2 separate regions of the Sus scrofa genome follow, and region 1 is linked to region 2. The links are chromatin contacts, called in public Hi-C maps. All regions are on one chromosome and are shown on one strand. Each heading gives the region's core, a stretch centred on a gene start, on an enhancer-like site or on the middle of the called end of the contact. The rest is flanking DNA. Distances are from core to core; before and after follow the strand shown. Region 1 holds the start of MED26 (mediator of RNA polymerase II transcription subunit 26). Region 2 holds the start of MYO9B (unconventional myosin-IXb).

Region 1 (4,935 bases), core at 1,409-3,908, 420 kb after region 2:
ACCTGCCAAGTTTGGCTGAGGGTGCTTTGCATTCAGGCTCCTAAAACTACCTTCTCTGCCACTTCTCATGGCAAGAGCCAGTCGTGAGGTCAGAGCTACTTCCTCTCCCTTCCTCTTGGAGGCCACCTTACTGTGAGGCAGCCTTCCCAAGGGCACTCCAAGCATAGAAGATCTTGTCCTCTTAGGACAATAGAGATTGTACTCTCTGTCTAAATAATTTAAGGGACATATCACCAGGGAAGAACCACTACAGCAAGAAGATTTACCTTTAGCTCCTTCTTTGCCATTTCAAGTGTCTCTTCCTCGAAGCAAAACACCTGCTAGGTGAACTTAATCTACCCTGAAACTAAGAGAACTGTTAATGTTTTCAAGACTTCTGTTCATTGGCTGTCTGACTTAATCTTTACTATTACAAGCACCCTTTGTATATATGTTAAATGTGGAATAAAACCATTTATATACTACATACAGATATCTGTGTGTGTTCATGTGCATCCTCGTGTACACAGTATTTATATTTAATGTAATAAGTTATTAAATATTGAGCCCCCACTGTGTGTGAGATCTGTGGAACTGAACTGCCTGAATGTGTGTACAATTGCCGTGTATCTGGATAAGATGTTCATTCCCTTTTTTCACATGTATTTAATAATCACTCTTCTATCTGCTGGGGACACAGTCAAGTCAGTGCCCTTGCAAAGCTCACAGTCATCTTAATCTTTCTTAATTTAAAAAGAGCAAGTAGGGAATTCCCATCTTGGCTCAGCAGGTTATGAACCTGACTAGTATCCATGAGGATGTGGGTTAGATCCCTGGCTTCACTCGGTGGCTTAAAGATCCTGAGTTGCCATCAGCTGTGGTGTAGGTCATAGATGAGGCCTTTGGGTGGAGGCCAGCAGCTGTAGCTCTGTTTCGATCCCTAGCCTGGGAACCTCCATATGCGGCAGGTGCAACCCTAAAAAGAAAAAGTAAATAAAAAGCAAGTAAGTAGAGTGCTTTTTAGATTTTTCTTAAATAACCTGACCCTTATGAAACAAATTATTTCTTTGTAACCCTTGATTAATATATATACATTATTAATATTAATACATATATTAATATTATATGAGTCAGAAATTAAAAAAAAGAGAGGTTGGAACGGGATGCTTGGAGGCGTGCTTGTTTTGCTTATCTGAAGTGAGATAAGGAATATCTCCAAATGGGCCCGTTTCCAACCTGGACCAGGTAAACAAAGCATCTCATTCTAGGAGAGAGAGTAAATTATTTGCCCATATTTATTTTCTCCTACAAGGGTGATGTAAAAGTTTTCACATGTGCAGAAGCAGGCAACCACAACCACGTGTGGAAACAGCCGTTTTTGTAAATAAAAATGCTTCCCAGAAACATGACAAATGCAAGACTAACAGGTGTAGCACAGATCCAAGGCGCACATGTGGTTTTCATCAGCTGCCTCTCTCCTGTTTTAAATCTAGGTCTTCCTGTAACAAACGAAAAAAGTTATTTCTCCCGAGGCTGCGACTAATAATCCACTCAGCCTGCCCTTTCATCCCGTCACATAACTGAGTATTTAGCAGAGCTTCCAGAGGAGACAGCAATGAAAGAAGGCGCGGGGGTCGGCTTAGACTTGACAGTTAACAATTCTGGGCTTGACCTAGAACTCTGGATGACCTTGGGCCTCAGTTTCCTTCTTTGTAGTGGAGATTGAGAGAATGAGGACTGAAGGGTCTTTCTTTTAAACCAGGGATTCTCTACAGGAGTCGATTTTTGCCAGCCAAGGGACCTCTGGCAGTGATTGGAGACATTTTTGGCTGTCCCAGGCGGGGGAAAAGGGTGCTACTGGCATCTAGTGGGTAGAAACCAGGGATGCTGCTGAACATCATGCAATGCACAAGACAGGCCCTACAACAGAGTGATCCCAGCCCCAAATGTCTGGGCAGGTTGACTCCAACGTTGCGAGCTTGGCGTAGATACAGGCTTGCAACGCTGGTGTCAGCTCAGGGGTTGGCTTTGGGGCTTTCCTAGCTGGGGCGGCGGCTCCCATGCGGGGCGCTTGGCTATCGCACATTTTCGGGATCCCGGCCCGAGGCGCTGCAGACCCGTGCTCGTATCAACGCCCTCTGGAGGGGGAGGGGCTGGAGTGTTCCCGCACGCTCAACTGACCCTTACACGCACAAATTCACTACGGGGAAGTCTGCTCCCCTGGCCCTCAGAAACGCAAATAGAGGGCTTGTGAAAGACCCCAGGCTCAGAAAACTTGGCAGCTTCTCCTGCCCGCGATTTCCATCACCTCCATCAGAACAGGGAAAGCTTTTCTCCCCGAGGAGAGGTCCTTCGGCTGCTCTGATACGGCCTCCCACAGCGCCGGAGTTCAAGGACTCGGCGCCCACCTAGCGTTTCGGTCGGAGACCTCGGCCCCCAAGCCGGGGCGGGGGCGGGGCCTGCAGGCGGTGGCCGTTGCCCCGCCCAACCGCCTCCCAACGGCTCCCTTGGCCGGGCGGCGGGGAGGAACCAAGCGGTGGGGCGAGTGCGCCTGCGCGCGCATGCGTATGGGTATGGGGCCGGGCCCGCGCGTGGCCCCGCCCAGGTTCGGCGTCTCTGCCCGCCCCATCTCCCAACCTCCTCAGCGTGGCGCCGACGCTGCGTGCGGCGCGGGTTACCCAGAGTGCTCCGCGCGAGGGTAGCTCACTGGAGTTTGGTTCTCGAGGCGGCGGCAGCAGCGGCAGAGGCTCCGGCGGCTCCTCCTCCTCCTCCGGTGGCGGCGGCGCCCCGGGCCTGAGCCCCGGCCCCGGCTCCCCCTCTGCCACCCCGCGCGCCCCCACTTTCTCCGGCGCCGCGGGGAACATGAGGCTCCGCTCCCGGAGGCCGGCGAGTGAGTGACCCCCGTCCCCCACCTCAGCCCGCCCGCCCGCTGGCCCGGCCGCTCCCCCCCCGCCTCGCCCAGGCAATGACAGCGGCTCCGCCGTCTCCGCAGCAGATCAGGGACCGGCTGCTGCAGGCCATCGACCCCCAGAGCAACGTAAGTGTCCACGGCACGGGCTGTGGTGGAGGCCGCGTGGGCCCGGGACCCTCCCCCTCCCTACTGCCTCTCTCCTGCCGGGTTCTGGGGGACCCGTCGGACGCTCACCTGCCCCCAAGGGCCGCTGCCATCTCGGCCTCTCGCCCCTCGGGCCCGGGTCGGGGCAGGTCGGGCAGCCCGGCGGCGTTCGGTACGTGAGGCCGAGGCTTTCGTGAGGCCTGGGCGGAGGGAGCAGATGGGAGCTGAGACCAGAGCTTTTCCTCAGTTCCCGCTCCAGCTCTTCGACCCTTGCTGCTACTGACAGAGCTCGCTTGCCTTTTCCTTCCCGGGAGACCCCCGACCCCCGGGAAGCCCTCCCGGCGCGGGGGAGGGGAGAGGGAAAGGCTGTGGAGCAACTGGTGTCCGGGGTATGATTCGGGGATCCCGTGTCGCCAGTGTCTCGGCCTTCTGGGTGATCGGGAAGTCCTTCGCTTTCCTCCCGGCTGGAAGCACCTTCCCGGCTTCGGAGAGAATCCCTCGACTTGCTTTGCCCCTAGCCGGCTGCCTAGGGCGCGTAAAGAGTCCTCTTCGGTTCTGAGAGTGAACATGTCTTTGCAGGATCCCTCCTGGGGTCGCTGCTGACGGAAGACGATCTTGTGGAGAGTGGATTCTTTTACCTTTCTGGGCCTGAGTACTCACTGCGTCTCTGACCAAGCCAGAGCCCCGCTTTTTGGTAGTGAATTAGAGGTGATTGTTTTCTCTCCCATTCCCCCCATAGCCCTCCTTCAGCTGTCTCTTCCCCCTACCTGGGGTCCCAGCCTGTTGGTTTGTGACCTAGACCATCCGGGTTAACCTCAGGGTGTTGCTTTCTCAGACGCTCCTCTACCCAGGCTGCTGTTTGTAGAGGGATCTTCCCTGCCCCCTTCCGTGTGTGGGGGGAAAGATTCATTGAGTTCTCATATCTTCTCTGAGTGGTTGCTGGCCATAAGGGTCATTTTTCCCTGTGGCAGGAGCAGGTTCAGCAGTAGGAAGATGCAGTAGCATCCAAGTAAGAGATGAGTCCCTGCATTTCCTGGGAGACCAGGAAGTGGCCCTTAAGATCATTTTTTAATGTACTGGGGCTAGAAGGAAAAACCCTCTTGGGCTTGGCCAGGTAACTCAGGTTTCTATCACTATGGAGGCTTTTGCTTTTCTTTTACAGGAGTTTGGCTGATTACTTTTAGCAGTAGGCTTTAGCTTAGCATTTTTAGAATTCATGTTGGATTGTACAGTTTTGGTAGATATAGAGAAGTTATGCTCTAAGACTCTGATTTCTATATCATAAGTAATTCTGTTGTTCCTGGTCTACAGGCCCTATTAGAGTAGCCGTGGTGGTAATTGTCTTTAACAAATGTTGTATACATTTTTTTTTATGACTTTGGGGGTGGACTAGGCACAAAGTATATAAGATCTTGCAGGATTTTTGCAGTAACTGGTGCCGCAGAGGTTCCCAAGACTGAAATATTAGAGGATAAAACAAGTGATGTGAAAAATGTAGCCTTGGTGTCTTTTGCATCAGTCAGAGTGTAATTTCTTGAATTCCATTTGCGTGTTTGCCTTCCAGAGAATCTGAAAGGTTCCTGAGATATTAGCACTGATCCTTAATGCCATCTAGGAGAGCTTTGGGATCAGGAGGGGCTTTGATGCATAGTCCCCGTATTGTAGATTAGGTGGGGCAGTGACCTCAGGGGTTCCAGTGTTGTGTAAGGCTCTAATCTGAAAGGTTCCTCCTAGGAATACAGGAGGAAGAGGGTCCAAGCCCACCATTGTGTTGTATGTTATGGTATTCACATTTCACATGGCTTATTTGGGACAACTCTTGTGATAGGTGTGTGTGGAATCTTACTAATGTAAATGTAGTGGATAGAATTGAGAAGTTGCCTCTGAATATGAGTGATGAG
Region 2 (4,496 bases), core at 1,983-4,482:
TTCAATTGCTGGCCTCTTTTCCCCACGCCTGCCCTTGGCAGCAATTCACCAGGAACCCAACAAATACTAAAGACCCACTGATGCAATGGTGGGTCTGGGGCAGGAACCAGATTTTACTACGGAGCAGTGGTTCCTGTCCCCCAGGGGACACACAGCCACATCTAGAGACACTTCTGGTTATCACAAAGTGGGGTGGGTGTGTACCACTGGCATCTCGTGTGTGAGGGCCAGGGATGCTGCTCAACATCCCATAGTGTACAGGGCAGCCCCCACAGTAAAGTATGACCCAGTGCCAGATATTAGCAGTGCTGTAGTTGAGAAACTACTGCTCTAGCAATCTGGTCTAGAGTTTGAAGTCATTAATGATCCTTCATGTTTCTAGAAAGCACGAGGAGCCATCTCTGATGTCATTACCTGGCTGAACCTCAGTTTCCATATTGAACAAACAGGGACCAGGATCCCCTTGCTGTCTGCTAGTTGGCAAAATAAAAGAGTTGGGTATAAAAGCGTCTATTGCAGAAGATGCTCAATAAAAGAGCTGTGCAGGGATGTGCTTACATGGCTCCCTCTTTGGGCTTGGTTTAACATCTCCATATCCTTCAAGACTTGGCTTGGGGCCAGCCACTCCTTCTAAGGAAAGTTGTCAGAATCCCCCATGCCCCAAGTCTTGCACTGGTTGTTCCTGATTCTGTTCCCACAACTTCTTGTCACCTGTTGGTGCAATAACCAACTACTCTGAACTCCATTATTCCTGTGGGCGAGTGCCCACTAGAATGTCCCTCCTCTAGGTACAAGGGCTCATCTCTGTCCCTGGGACCCAGCCCACAGAGCTTGGCACAATCAGCCCTCACTTAACAGAACTCCAGGCCCACCCGAGACACATGACTTCAGAGAAACAAGGAAAGGGAAGCAGCAAGTTAACAAGCCCCTTTGAGGAATGAAAATGGGTCCCTCAGTGAAACAGAAAGGGGAGAATCCCAAGTCCCCACCTGCTTCTCTGAGTCACAGGCCTGGACCTGAGAGAGGATCTTACCCAGGGATTTCCAATCAGAAGGACATAGCTGAAACTTTGGACAGGTATGATGTGCAAAAGCACATTTTGGCACTGCTGATTTTCTATATGGAAGATAAAGGAGCAGTAAGATAACTGTTTTCAGATATAAACTGTAGGATGGAAAGCTGAACAAAAGGGGGAAAAATCACTGCAGTGGGGATTCCCCTGTTGGGGGCTGTATAAAATTAGAGGGGGCTGTGTGCTGGAGATGCCGAGGTTGGGTTTCAGAGTTGAGAAACAATGATTAGGCCAATCTGTTTGTTTTGCAAGAAACAAAGAGACTTGACCAAGGTTAGGACCGCCAACACAGGACCCTCCATGAGAGCCTGCCTGGCTATGCTCCTGGTGCAAGGAGGAAACGACTACAGGGCTGTGGAACCAGAAGATTCTGGTCTGGTTTAGGGAGGGGAGGGGGGAGGGGGGAGCAGGGGAGCGTCCTGGCCAAGGCAAGCCCATACTCAAAACCTGCAGGAGGCACGGCTGGGGCTCTAATCATGGGTTCTGGCCAAGTGAGGCTGGGAGCCTTGCTTATGGAAGGTTCCATAAGGGCCAGAACATTCTGGAAGTGAAAGGGGTGGTTATCTTTCTGTAGCCCTCTTTACATTCAGAATCTGAAGCTATCCAGATTCATGTCCCGAATGCGTTAAAAACCCAGGCTCCCTGGCCCTTCTTGCAGATCCCAGACAAGGATTCACAGGGTTAGGAAATTAATGCTGATCAAAACTATTTAGTGCAAGGCCCCCACCAGACCCAGGCATATCGGACACAACTTTCTGGCTGCCCATGTCACCTCCCACTGCTCCTGGATGCCTAAAGAGTCTGGAGACTCCAAGACCAGAATATACCTCAGGAAGAAAGGAGCGGGTACCCACCAAGTGTAAGGCACAATCTTCCCACCAGCTCCCACCTCAGACAAAGAGGTACAGGAGAGGCTTTCCCTTAAAGACCCCTGGCCTACAGGGCGCCTGCTGGCTGCTATGCCTCTCCCAGGCTGAGCAAGCTCAGAGCCGCTGGGGGACAGATTTCCTGTATGTCGTTTTACCCATTTAAGTCCAAGGATGCAACTCGGAGGAGGTGGTGACAGCTTAGCACATGCGGGTTCTGTGCACACCCACCCCCCTCCCCGCTGAAACCCAGTTCCGGTCCCATAGCGGGCCCAATAGCACCTTCCTTGCTCTCTAGAACCCCCGGGCTCTGGCCAGCCCTGTCTTAGGAGGAGAGTGTTGGGTTTTCAAGTCCTGAATACCACCCAGAAGGCGCTGGGACTAGCCTGGCTCACCCAGCAGTTGGGGGCAAAGTCAGGAATAAGATGAATCAAGAGGGGGACAGGAAGGCCCTCGAATCTCCATGGGCTGCACCCCAACATCGGAACCGGGCCACTTTAGTCCTTTCATTTCCTTTAGTCTTTTCCTTCCTCCCCTCCTCCCCAGGCGCTCCCTGGACCGGACCTCAGCTGTTTCTTGCCTTGACTTCTACCCCCGCTTCTGCCTCTCCTCCCCTCCCCCATTTCTCCTCTTACCAATTCGGCCAGCCACCGTACCACTGGGTTCAGAACCCCTCGCGTTTATTGAGCAACCACTGAGTCCTAGGCACTGCCCTCCCTCAGGCACTATTCCTCTACCTCTTCAACCGCAGGAAGACGCCCCCAGGCCGTCCTGCACCCCTTCCCTCCCAATCGCACCCCGACTGTTCCCCCAGCGGCCTCGCTCCTCTCAACCCCCAGCTTGGGCCTCTCAACCCCGCCTCTTTGCCTCTCCCCCTCCCAGCCCCATTTCCTGCGACCCTCCAACTACCACTTAAGCCACGTCCTCCACAGAGAAGCTGCTCAAAGCCACAAGATCTGCCTCCACACCCGCCCAAAAACTCCTTCACCAGACTCATCACATCAACTTTCCTTCATCCTCCCATTCCCACTCCGTCTCCTGCAAACCCTCCGCGACACCCACGCTCGTTCCCGCCCCCTAGACCCCTGCCTTCGCGCCCCCCCAATAACCCTCAGATCCGTCCCTCCACAAGGCAGCCCGCCGATGAGAGCTTCAAGATCGAACACTCAACCCGCGGCCGCCCGGCACTCACCTGGGCCTCGGCCGCCGCGCGCCGCCGGTCCCGGGCCGGATCCCCGCCCGGCAGCCAGCCCGCTGCTCCTCGGGCCGCTCCGCCCCGCCGCGCCCGCGGCTCCCCCGCGCGCTCCCGCTTCCGGGTTCCGGAGGGGCGGGGTCCGGGGGGCGTGACGCCAGCGCGCTAGGGGGCGGGGACCCCTAAACCACGCCCATCACTTCCGACCCGGCCCCTGCCACCGGCCCATGCCACCGCCCCCTGCCACTGGTGGGCGAAACCAAGTGTGAGGGGAAGGCAGAGAGGCGCACGCGGAGGAGTCGCCCGCTCTGCCTACAGCCACACTCATCACGGCCCGCGGCAACCCCTCCTGAGGCGTCTCAATGTGGCCTGGTCGAGGTGGGGGCGGGGGCGCGGGCGCGGACTTGAAGAGCAGGCCTTTGAGTTGAAGGCGGGAAAATGGCGGATACCTCGGGGCGTGGCGCTGGGTGAGTTGAGATGCTGCGGGTCTGGATTTGTGGGTGCCAGTGGAGGGCCATGGTCGAGCGCTAGGGACAGAAGGGCAGCAGAGTTGGGGAGCGAGGGTCCTCGGGGAGAGTCCGGATCTGACCCGTCCGAGAACCATGGAGGATGCGTAGGTTCTGGGAGGTGGGATGCAGCCCATGCGCATGCCCTGCAGCGTGGGCTCAGGACCAGAGGTTGAGTTCGAGTCCCTGGTCAAGCCTGCTAGATCCTGGGTCATCTCTGGCGAGTGGCTTAAACTTCTTTGCCTCGCTTTCCTCCGCGGGCTGATGACGCTACCGCTCAACCTTGTAGGCTTAGTGGGTGGTTTCAAAGCGTTTAAAACAGTGACTGGACCCTAAAAGTGGTCCTTTGTTATTACAATTATCATTTTGCAGTGGACAAAGGAGATGATGGAGTTTTAGGGAGGGAAGGTCATTTGCTCAGGCCCACACAGCAAGAGCAAGGGTTAGGGTTAGGTAACATTTCCCTGGTGCCAGGCATGATTCCTGGGCTGTGTTTATTTGTTCATTCCACAATGTCTTTTGTGCCTGTGTGAATTAAAATTGAGTAGGCCATGTGAAATCACTTTTGTTTCCTCCACCTGATCTCGGAGAGACAGGAGTGACTAATGACTTGAAGTTAGATCTTAACTGCTCAGGAATTGAACTTGGGCAGCCTGGGTGAAAATCAGGAATCCTAGCCCCTAGACCAGCTGGATGCTAGAAGCAAAATCGCCCTAATTCTTGAATCGATTGAAAGCAAGAATATTTCAAGGAGGCAAAGCCTGAAAAAACAGGCACAAAGTTTATATGACCTGTATAAACCTACAGTCCTTGTCTGGAAAATGAAGATAAAGCAGGTCAACTGTTAGGTATTTTTAGGG

What was found. A called contact is a pair of places that touch in the nucleus more often than the background predicts.
Region 1: a contact with region 2 is called in a Hi-C map of liver, with 2.5 times the contacts expected there. The contact joins the promoter of MED26 here to the promoter of MYO9B in region 2. A contact is called at or near these places in 1 of 5 promoter capture datasets (liver) and 2 of 47 Hi-C or Micro-C datasets (heart right ventricle and liver).

Annotation. Positions count from the first base shown.
Region 1 is chr2:60,981,575-60,986,509 of Sscrofa11.1, forward strand. It overlaps MED26 (mediator of RNA polymerase II transcription subunit 26), which reads left to right and starts at 2,659. Exons shown (of 3, transcript XM_003480761.4): 1 at 2,659-3,016. The coding sequence starts at 2,945. LOC102160178 (a long non-coding RNA gene) reads right to left here and starts at 2,494. Exons shown (of 2, transcript XR_301790.3): 1 at 2,288-2,494; 2 at 1,257-1,478.
Region 2 is chr2:60,564,247-60,568,742 of Sscrofa11.1, forward strand. It overlaps MYO9B (unconventional myosin-IXb), which reads right to left and starts at 3,233. Exons shown (of 42, transcript XM_021083575.1): 1 at 3,131-3,233. HAUS8 (HAUS augmin-like complex subunit 8) reads left to right here and starts at 3,329. Exons shown (of 11, transcript XM_021083576.1): 1 at 3,329-3,597. The coding sequence starts at 3,569.